2 separate regions of the Mus musculus genome follow, and region 2 is linked to region 1. A link is a contact called in public Hi-C data. All regions are on one chromosome and are shown on one strand. Each heading gives the region's core, a stretch centred on a gene start, on an enhancer-like site or on the middle of the called end of the contact. The rest is flanking DNA. Distances are from core to core; before and after follow the strand shown. Region 1 overlaps Cyria (CYFIP related Rac1 interactor A). Region 2 has its middle 34 kb from the start of Gm24208.

The links. A called contact is a pair of places that touch in the nucleus more often than the background predicts.
Region 2: a Hi-C map of cortical neurons shows a contact between it and region 1, with 3 times the contacts expected there. The contact joins two enhancer-like sites. A contact is called at or near these places in 3 of 15 datasets of contacts at CTCF or cohesin (the NIH/3T3 cell line, large pre-B cells and pro-B cells), 4 of 484 Hi-C or Micro-C datasets (the HPC-7 cell line, cortical neurons and peritoneal macrophages), 4 of 115 datasets of contacts at active chromatin or transcription factors (T-cell acute lymphoblastic leukemia, cardiomyocytes, embryonic basal ganglia and 1 more) and 1 of 9 other capture datasets (embryonic stem cells).

Annotation. Positions count from the first base shown.
Region 1 is chr12:12,352,955-12,358,236 of GRCm38.p6, forward strand. It overlaps Cyria (CYFIP related Rac1 interactor A), which reads left to right. Exons shown (of 12, transcript NM_001146119.2): 4 at 5,091-5,212. It overlaps 4921511I17Rik (RIKEN cDNA 4921511I17 gene), which reads right to left. Exons shown (of 5, transcript NR_045829.1): 4 at 1,045-1,173. Among named protein-coding and RNA genes, the nearest start is that of 4921511I17Rik, 37 kb to the right of the region's middle. Within about 2 kb of position 3,272, at least 37 of the 459 cell types and tissues checked have an H3K27ac peak or open chromatin away from gene starts, as enhancers often do. A contact at or near this core is called in cortical neurons, where this site is marked.
Region 2 is chr12:13,212,352-13,217,633 of GRCm38.p6, forward strand. No RefSeq gene overlaps it. Among named protein-coding and RNA genes, the nearest start is that of Gm24208, 34 kb to the left of the region's middle. Within about 2 kb of position 2,735, at least 27 of the 459 cell types and tissues checked have an H3K27ac peak or open chromatin away from gene starts, as enhancers often do. A contact at or near this core is called in cortical neurons, where this site is marked.

The sequences.
Region 1 (5,282 bases), core at 2,022-4,521:
TATGAGGAGGGCCAGGAGAGTATCCAAATCCTTTCACAACGTTGTCCCCGAAAGCAAGGTGTGGCAGTTACAGGACTGTAAGAGTAGACCTTTGCCAGTTTTTTATTCTCCCAGGCAGAACAGATGCCCCAGTAGCACGCCAGCTGCACGGAGGCACTGAGCAATGGGAGAGTTAAGCACAAGTGTTGAAGGGGAGACTCAGTATGGACCCAGGTGAATATGAATGTCTTAGTGGCAGACATGGAACAGTGTGCAATCCGGCATGGGGATGGAGCCTTTATTCCATTGCTTCCTCTTACCCACATTCCACCACCTGGCACATCCCTCACTGAGTCACTGTTTTCCCACACATTTATTGAGTATCTCTATTAGCTATGATATCATAAGAGTACTGAAGATAAGTGTGTAAACCCTGTATCCAGATCTCAAAACTCGAAGACAAGCAGCCTTCCATCCCCAAACTGGGCTGCGTTGCGGGTGTAGCTCAGTTGGTAGAGGGCTTGCCTAACATTCCTGAAGCCCTGGGTTCCATCCCCAGAATTACCAGGGACGTGGCACAGACGTGTGACCCTAGCACTTGGGAGGCAGAAGAAGGATGATTCAAGACAATCATTATGCATATGTGTATATATATACATACATACACATACATGTGTAGTGAGTTCAAAAAAATCATCTTGAAAAGTATACACAAATCATTCTTTCAACTATCAGACAGCACATGTTCATGAGCATATATTATATACTAACCAGGCATGGTAATGTGCAATCAAATGAAATAAATATGGTCAGAGTCTTGTTTATAATGGATAAAAGTCTCATTAATTCTATCTGCTATTATTCTACCTGTGAGATAGAAGTAGTAAGAATCATGGGATTCCATGTTGATTTGGAACAATGTTAAATGTCACTTGGCGTTACACAGCACCTTCCCCATTTACATAATGAGATAGGCATGAAGCAAGACGCATGCAGCATGCAAGCATCGTCCATACGCCTTTTTAGGTGACAACATTGCCACAAATGTCAGAAGTTTGGACACACCTGAGGTTAGCGGTCTCTCAGCTGTCTTTCTGCACCGGAGAAGCTGGCCCCGCTGGTGACTTGGATCCCCTGAAAATATTCCTCATTCCAGCCCAGAAGGCATGATGGCCTGAGGAACCGAACTATTGGCTGCGGAAAGAGATGACTTCAATTCCATAACAGGGAAGGTAGAAGAAATCAGGTATCCCATGAGACTAACAAATTATGGTAGCAAATGTGCCAACACGGCTCCAAGCGCTGGTGAAAGAGAATGAGAGACTGAGTTTCTGCACTCCATCCCCTAACCAGGACTATGCAAACATTCCTAATGGGACTCCAGGAAAACTGCCAAAGGGAATTGTTTCCCAGAGAAGGCTGGGGACTGAAGATCCATGTTTACACATCCTCACGCTGCCAAGAGAGCGGCTCTGTCAGGTGGAAGGGCCTCACCCAACACCCCAAGTCACCCTCCTGTGGCGTAGAAAGGCTGTCACCCACGCCACTCCACCCCCAAGCCACTCAAGGAAATACGTTGTGGTCACAAGAATGTTCATGTCAGTTTATATAAGAAAGTGTCACTTCACCTGACATGGAGACAGGAGCTGGCTGTCGCAGGCTGCAGTACCACTTGGAGGCTACTCTGTAGGATGTTTATTTTGAAAGCACTTAAGAAATTCCTCTATTTTCTACAAAGTGGTGTGAAAGCTTTCTCCTTTTGTGTTGCGGTGATCAACAACAGGATGCTTTTTGGGTTTTATCTGTTCTCTATCAGAGCCCATTTAGTTATAACTCTATTTCATATGAGACTCTTCCTGGTGACTTGTTATGATGGACCCATGTGACGGGAGATTCCACGCGTCTTCTCTCCCCTTTTAAGTCAACCTTCTTCCACAAACAGTTGTGTAATTCTGTTGAATTATCTGAACCTCAGAATCTTGGGCACAGTCTCTATTTTGCGTTTCTCTAAATACGTCATTTGGAGGGTTTTGTTATTTGTTTGTTTGTTTGTTTGTTTGTTTGTTTTTACCTTATATATACACAGTACGTTCCTGAATTTGGATAAGTGAGTCTTTCTTGTTTTTTTTTCTTTGTTTTGTTGTTTTTCTATTGTCCATTGTTTAAATTTCATATGTATGGGTGTTTTGTCTACACGTATGTTTGTTTCTGTACTATGTATGTGCCTGGCACCCAAGGAAACCAAAGAGGGCATCAGATCAGTTGGAACTGGAGTTACAGATAATAATTAGCCACTGTGTGAGAGCTGGGAATCAAGCCTAGGTCCTCTGGAGGAACAACCAGTGCTCTAACCACTGAGCAATCTCTCCACCCCTCAGTGGCTCATTTTTATTTGGTTTGTAGGGTTTTTGGTTTGGTTTGTTTTGTTTTGTTTTGGTTTGATTTTTTTTTCCCTTGGGTTTTCCTCCCTGCCACTATTGCAATGTGGAAACTTCCAGCTACCCCCGACATGCTCTCTGCAGTGACAGGCTTCCTAGTTCATAGATGTGTAGGCTCCCTCTTTCTGAAATCCCTATTGCTTTGAGAACACCTTGGGGAAGCAATAAGGGACATATGAAGTGATTCAAATTTTCGGAAACATCAGTCCTGATATTTACCCAGTGTTTGTGAGATATACTGGGCGAGACAGGAGAAATTGGGTGTTTCCCCGTGGTATCCTGAGTCAGCTTCTGATCACGCCGGACACCTCTTCTCCTTCTGGCCCATCTGTGTTTCTTCCTACCTCCAGGACCTTGGCTGCCCTGTTCTCTCCCTGTAGATGTACCTCCTCTATCTCTCACCTGTGCCACCATTCTAGACACCTGCCTTCTCCAGTTCCTTCCCAACTGCATTCATCATTTCCTAACTTGCCTGAACCTCGTACCTCCTCATAAGTGACGTTGTTTCGTTTCGAGAAAACATTTTTCCCAGTGTCCAGAAATCCTGTGAGAGTTTATAATTTTCTGTGTTATTTTCAGGTGTTACTGCTCTTTTTCATATGTCAGCTTCACACATGCACATAATACCCACAGTGTATTATGGTCATAACACCCCCATTATCCTTCCTTATTCCTTTCCCACTGCCATTAACCCCTTTAGTTCTTTCCAAGTAGCCCCCTCTTAGTATATGGGTTTTCTTTTCTTTTTGTTGATTTCCATGGAAACCACCAGTTACTCTGTCTTTGGTAGTTGAATAGACTAGGCCGAGACTCAAGTCGCTGCGGGTGTCATCCCTCATGGGCTTGACTGCAGCTTTCCTGGGCTTATCTGGCATCTACTCCCCCCTTGCGCTCAGTCTGCTCACACACTCAGCCAGGGCTCGCTTTACCATCAGCCGCCTTATAAAGCTATTCCTGCCACCCCAGGGTCCCGCTAGTGACTACGACATCTCACATGTTTGGAGTATCTGCCTTTGTATTGTAGAAAGATTAAATAAAATGGAGGTTCGGTCAGAGGAGTGTCAGGCTTCATACAACTTTGTCCTTGTCACTCTGTCAGTGAAATCTGCTGACAACATCCTGTGTCTCAGGATTTAAATACCAGGAAACAGTTCCATGACCTGATGTCTCTCCCTCTCTCCCTGAGCAGTGACATCATTTTACAGAAACTGGCCTGATCGCAATTCTGAGGGCAGTGAAAGGCATGTTTCTTCACTGTTGGCCTCCTGCCACAGCCTCCTTGAAATGCTTCTGGGAGTTAGAACCTGCAAGAGCTCCAGAGATGCCAGAGAGTGAGAACTGGCTGCAGAGCTTAGACAGCACTGTGTGGCTATCAGAGAGCTGCCTTTGCTTATGTGAACCTAAACACATCACACACACTTCTGTGGGTAACACTGTCAAGACCAAAGATAAGCAGAACAGGCCTTTTGACAGCACTCTTTAAGTGTCTTTGCTGAGGAACTCCTGTGCACACCTCCTGTGTACTCCTGTGGACCACTGTCTTCTTTCAGACTATCCTCTCCCACTCTCATGGATTTTCTTTTCTGAGAGTATTCCCTTGAACCGATGAGTACACACTTGCCAGGTCTTGTATGGGATGTATAAATAGATTGGGATGTCTTGGTGAGTTCTGGAATGATATGCTGCTGTCATGCCGTCAAGGATTAATGACCCAAGATGAAGATGATGATGTGGTGATGGTGATGAAATTCATCTATTCGGGAGAGGGTGTGCCATGACATACATGTGGAGGTCAGAGGAGGTCAGGCGTTGGCTCTCCTCCTCCACTCTGCGCTTCCTGGCAATTAAATTCAGGTCATTAGGCTTGGCAGCAAGTGCCTTTACCTTCTGAGTCATCACACCCTTTCCAAATTATGTAAGCTTTAAGGTTGATTTGTATATAAAAATATGTAGATAAATATATAAAAATAATATATGTAACAAAAATGTATATATATATACAGAATATAAATGTGTATAAGTATAAAAATAGATAAATATATAAAATAAAATAATATGAATAAAAGGGGTTCCTTTTTAAAAAAATTTATACTCAAGTCTGCAGGTTTTCAATGATGGAAATATCCTGCACTTTTTCCTGTTAAAAAGCATACACTACACAGTGTTTTGGCTTTGCAAGGTCAGGAGGGCTATGGAGCTGTGTGGTGGGGGCAATTCACACCTTTGTCAGTACAACTGCTCTCTACACTTAAAAATGGCTAGGGTGGTACATTTTATATCGTATATTTGACAACAATGAGAGTGATAGTTTTAAGGAAGGGTAAACAATGAAAAGTTCAATAAAAAGAAGTTGCCCCCCCCCAAACATTCACTCCGCCTGTTACCCAATGTTCACATAACATGTACAGAAATGCAGTTTGTACAAGTTAATTAATAAATGGACACTTAGGATGATCTGGTCATACTAGGTTTCATGTGTACAAAAGGATGGTTGAGTGCTCTGAACTAAGTCCTGGGCAGAAGTTGTATTCATTTTCTAATCCTAACAGCTTGTTATGTTACAAGGGTGACTTCCAAAGCTGCAGGGAGAACTGATAGCAGTGATCGTGTACTGCCTTTGAGAGCTGTTTGTAAACAGCAGCCTCTGTTTCTCTTGGTTTCTCTGTCACTTAGATGCACAGCCTACAGAAGGAGAGCGAGAGATATGGAACCAGATCAGTGCTGTCCTCCAGGATTCTGAGAGCATCCTCACAGACTTACAGGCTTACAAAGGGGCAGGACCAGAGATCCGAGATGTAAGTCCATGAGAATATTGAATTGATTAAACCCTTCGAGAAGGAAAGTTCTTACACACACACAGAGATA
Region 2 (5,282 bases), core at 1,485-3,984, 860 kb after region 1:
CTTGGAAGTGTGCCAGCTTCAGTGCTGCAAAAATAGCCACGATGAATTCACATATTTCTCTGGGAGTGTTGGTCCATCGTACCAGTGAAATCTCAGCCACAGCAAATTGGAACTTGGGGCCCATATGCTCAAAATCATGCTCAGATTTTGGTCAAAGGTTTTCTTGAGAAGGCTGAAAAAGCTGTGATTTTGTTTTTTTGTTTTTTGTTTGTTTGTTTGTTTGTTTGTTTGTTTTACTGAAAGTGGTCTATTCTTCCATTCTGTTGGGGTTATTACACTATGGGATATTGTTTCCTGCTCGGAGTGAAAAGTCTCGGTGTTTTTCTGTTGAAGGCCTCCATCATCTAAGCATGATAGTCTCGTCAGTTGGAAAAGGTCACAATGTAAGAATGCCTGCACACTGTAGAGGGAGAAGAGGCATTGTAGCCCAAAAGCCTCTCACTAGACCATTGGTTCCTAGCTTTCCTAATGCTGCAACCTTTTAATCCAGTTCTGCATGTTGTGGGGACCCCCAACTATAAAATCATTTCATTGCTACTTCAGAACTGTAATGGTACTACTGTTATAAATGGTAAAATAAATATCTGATATACAACTGTTGGTGGCCCACAAGTTGAGAACCACTGCTCTAGCAGCACCTTGACCCACCTGGAATAGGTATGTGACAGTTTTAGAGAGTTTAGAGCTAATTTGCTTAGTTAGTTAGTTAGTTAGTTAGTTAGTTAGTTAGTTAGTTAGTTAGTTTTTCAAGACAGGGTTTCTCTGTGTAGCCCTGACTGTCCTGGAACTCACTTTGTAGACCAGGCTAGCCTCGAACTCAGAAATCTGCCTGCCTCTGCCTCCCGTGTGCTGGGATTAAAGGCGTGCACAACCACGACCCGCTAGCTAATTTATAATGTGTAGGGGAGACAAAGAGATGAGCTGAGGTTTTCCTGGAGGGGCACAGCAGGAAAGCCCACCTTCCAGGGCTTGACAAACTCAACATCCAAGACCCTTGCGCCTCAGGCTCCTTACCTGAAAAAGGATAGCGCTGGCTCTTACATGAGTCAGAATCCAAAATATCTGGCTTCTGGGTGGCATTCCAGAGCAGACTTTTCATTCAAGGGGCTGGGTAGGATGACTCAGGGCCCTGACACTGGGTAAGATCCTGACAGTCAAGGAGGGAAGATCTCCCAGCAGGCAACAGCATAAGAATAAAGGCAGTCCTAGCACCATTACTTTCCAGCCATGTCATCTTTAAACTAGTAACTACCCTCTTGGTGATGCTTGGGAAATATGAAGGTAACCTAGCTTCTGGGTTGTTAGGACTGAACCAGAATGGGTACTTAGAATGATGCCAAGTTCACAGTATAGACCAATAAATGATACTTACTGTTTTTTACATAGGGGTTGGTGGTATGAATGGAGAGGATTTAAGGAGGAAGGTTGGGAAATAAAAGATTTAAGCGTCTTAGTTTGGATTTAATTAATAGAGGCCTATCTCACTTTCTTGGGTGGGTTTGACACAGATGATAAACTATATAACACTGAGTGTAATTTTAACTGTGCACTCAGTGGTAGAAACCAAATGAATTCTGTCACAGATTTAAATGGCCCCAGCAGAGGATGTTCTTGAGTTGGTGACTCAGTTCTGCTTCCATCACCTAAGAAGCTATTCAGTCATAGTAGAAGGTATATAGCTGGAGAGAAGCCATTCACTGATAGCAGAAGGTATATAGCTGGAGAGAAGCTATTCAGTGATAGCAGAAGGTATATAGCTGGAGAGATGGCTCCCACTTAAGAGCATTTGTTGATCTTGCAAAGGACCTGGGTTTGGTTCCAGCACCTATGTTGGCTCAAGTCATGTATAACGCCAGTTCCAGGAGATACAATATCATCTTAAGAGCTCTACAGGTACCAGGCACATAAAATATGCAAACACATCAAAGAAAGTTTAAAAAAAAAGATAGGAAGGAAGAAAGGAAGAAAAATAGAAGTTACTTGCTGAGAAGGGAGATTCTGAAAGACCATCCACGTTTTGAGTGTTCACATAAGTCCCCATGAGCTGCCATATGAAGTGACTAGGCTCATTGTCCAAGCTGTGCAAGCCCACACATCCTGCCCTTGTCCTCACCCATACCCACCCACAGGCAGGCAAGTCCACCAGGGCCATTCCACAAATTTCTAGCATGCTCTCCAGGGGCAATGGTGTAATTCCTGGGATCAGCTGCATAGGAGGCAAGAAAGCCGGTGGGTGTCAGCAATTAGTTAATGTGATACCCACCTCACTTCGTTCAGAGCTGGCCTTTCAGAGACAGGCAAAATCAAAGGAAATGACTGAGAAAAAGCACTCCAAGTTCTGGAGATGTTAATGAGCACAGCAATTAGCGTAAGCACGATCCTGACATGTATGGAAAATCTTTATACGGAGAAGTCTCCAATGGTGGGCCCAAGAGAAGGCGTGGGGTGGGGGGTAGTCCACCATACTGTGACAGGAGGAACCACCCAGGCACTAGCCATGTGGGGCCAATTCGCTAAGGAAAAAAAAAATTCCAATTCACACTTCTTGGCCTTCAAGATCTAGGTAAAAAAAAAAGCCACAGACTCTGACAAATGTAATGGGGAAATAATTCCTTGGAATCTGTGAATTTGCTTAGATGGAAAAGAGGCAAGTCAGGTAATCCTTAAGTGACCCCAAGTGGTAAAAATACACCAACACATGTGTTCAGGCCTTTGTGGGTATTCACAGCGCGACACTAGCACCACCTAGTGTACAGAACTGGGAAGTGAGCCACAAACCCACACACCCTGACTCTGGTTGTCTCCATTAGCACATAGGTTTTATTCTGCAGTGTTTTCTTGGTGCTGGGTTGTGAGCCAGTGGGAAAACGAGTAACAATTTATGGATGGACACACATTACAAGATTTGTTATTACAGTCTACAGTACTAATACCAATATTTTAAGTAAACAGTATGTAATGATACGGATATGATCCAATTTCTCCAAATTGCCTGGCTTTTAATGCCAAACAAAATATCTCAAACTGTAGTCTGAGACTGTAAGCCGGTCCTCGCTCAAGCATGTCTCAGGGTTCTTTAGCAAGCGCTTGTAAGTCTGACTGTGGCTAAGCATGCCATCTCATGAACTTTAAATGGCTTCTACAGGGCTTTCTTGCTAGCCCCCTTTACAACAATTTCCTCACAGTAAAAGATCAGAATCAGTTCCCACCAGTCCAGTACCACTTTGTCTAAACACAGAATTTCCCTTTATGTCCAGTCAGACTTTAAGCAGCTAACATCTGCGAGCAGCCAGGGAATCACAATATGTGGGGAAGGAAAAGCCAAACTCATGATGGCCATCACTACTTCAACACTCAAGTAATAGTCTCTCCTCCTCTAATCAGTTTCTATCCGAGATTCTCTACAAAACCCTGAATGCACACTCATGCACATGTGCATGCATGCATGCATAGGGATGGATCAGGCTCCACTTAAAACAGCTTGCTAGCATCACCTGGGACACCCAAGGCCTACTCCATCCAGAGCAGTCACGGCAGAGTTCCTGGAGGCAAGGTCTAGACAGACCCTGCACTTCATTTAAGGAATCTGGCTCTCATGTCCTTTGGGCCATCTTTAGGGTAAAAATTTGCCATGAGAAAAGCTCTGAGAGCTACTTCTGTGTTTCTCTCAGTGGTCCTGGGTTCTGTCCTTGAACTAACAGACTCTGATGTGAGTAGGTTAAAGAGAAGTCTGTAACTCTTATTGGGTCCTGCAGACCTCCTAGATTGCAAAATCTTTCAGATTTCTCTCAATAGTTTAACTAGAAGTGGAATATCAGAAACAAAGAAACTAAGGCTTTAAAGAATTTTAAATGAATCTAAAACAACTGAACAGAAATTGACAGCAAAATACTCAATCTTTTCCTCCCTTAAAGGAACCAACCCCCTACAGTGCCCTCTCTCCCTATAAATCCCATCCCTCCTCCCCACCCCACCCCCCAGGAACCCCCTTTAGTTCCCTCATCTCTTCCTCCCTTGAAAGACATCCTTCACAATAGCAAACTAGTATCCCTCCCTTTCCTTCCTGGACCATTGCATTTTTGTTCCAATAGTCCCTCCTCCACTCCCACGAAACCAGATCACTTCGGGACTGCTACTAGTCCTTTGGAAAATGACATTATCTAGTCAAACGATAAGATTGCTGTAAGGAAATCTACCCTGGGTTTCCTTGTGCATTTACTCTTTTTTTTAATTTATTTAATGTATCTTATCAAATGACAATGAAGCACATAATTTCTCTAAGTCAAAACAAGGCAAGGAATGTGACGAAATGGTTCTACCCATTTCCAATTGGCCAGGAACCAATTCTTTTCTTTCTTTTTAAATCTGGGGCAGACTGAGTCATTGCCACATAGTTCTACCTTGAAAAGGGAAAAAAAGAAAAAAGAAAAAAAGACCGACTTCAAGCTTAGATCTTAGTTTATATTTAGCTTATAACCCATAATATAGTGGCCGGGTGGGGGTAGGAAGGGTGGGGGTGGTGGCAGTCACAGGGAAGGAGCAGGGTACAGAGTCAAGTGGGAAGTGCCTCCTATCTGCTTCTCACTAGCACTGATCTATACTCTATAAACACACAGCAAGGTTTAAGTACAACAAGTTCTATTTTAATTCATAAAATATATTCCACAAGGCTCTTCCTGGGTTGTTAGTGTGACTGTCAATCAGCACAACCCCTTCAGAAAGTAATCTGGCACTGGCGGTCTGGTCCTGGAAAATATCCAGTGTTCAGTCTTGAATTCAGTGTTCAAGACAACATTCTGAGAAGGTACGCACTGCAGCACTGTACAAGGACAATGGAAATAATGTAAATAACAAGAAATACGGTACGAGTGCCCCTCATCTACTGAACTTTCGCAGAACGCCTGATAGGCTGCTGAATAATGCACATTCTTTTCCTTTTCATGAAGGAACCACAGCTTAGAGAAGCTGTGACCTTGCGCTCTGATATACTGAAGCATGGGCTCATGCAGATTCCACCCAGGCCACAGTGACTGAAGCTCATATGCCTCTAAGTTCCCCTCAGTGCTCATCAGCACTGCGGGAGCGTTATGACATAAATTATCAATGGATTGTTACAAGCTTATTAAGAGTGGAAATACATCCCAATTCCTCAAGCACAAAACCACTCCAGTCACTATGCAGGGGTGACCCTCAGAATCAAAGCCCGAAGCCACACCCATCGAACACTGAAGTGGAGTAAACCATAGCATTTGTTTAGAGAGAAGAATGACCCAGACCTGTGA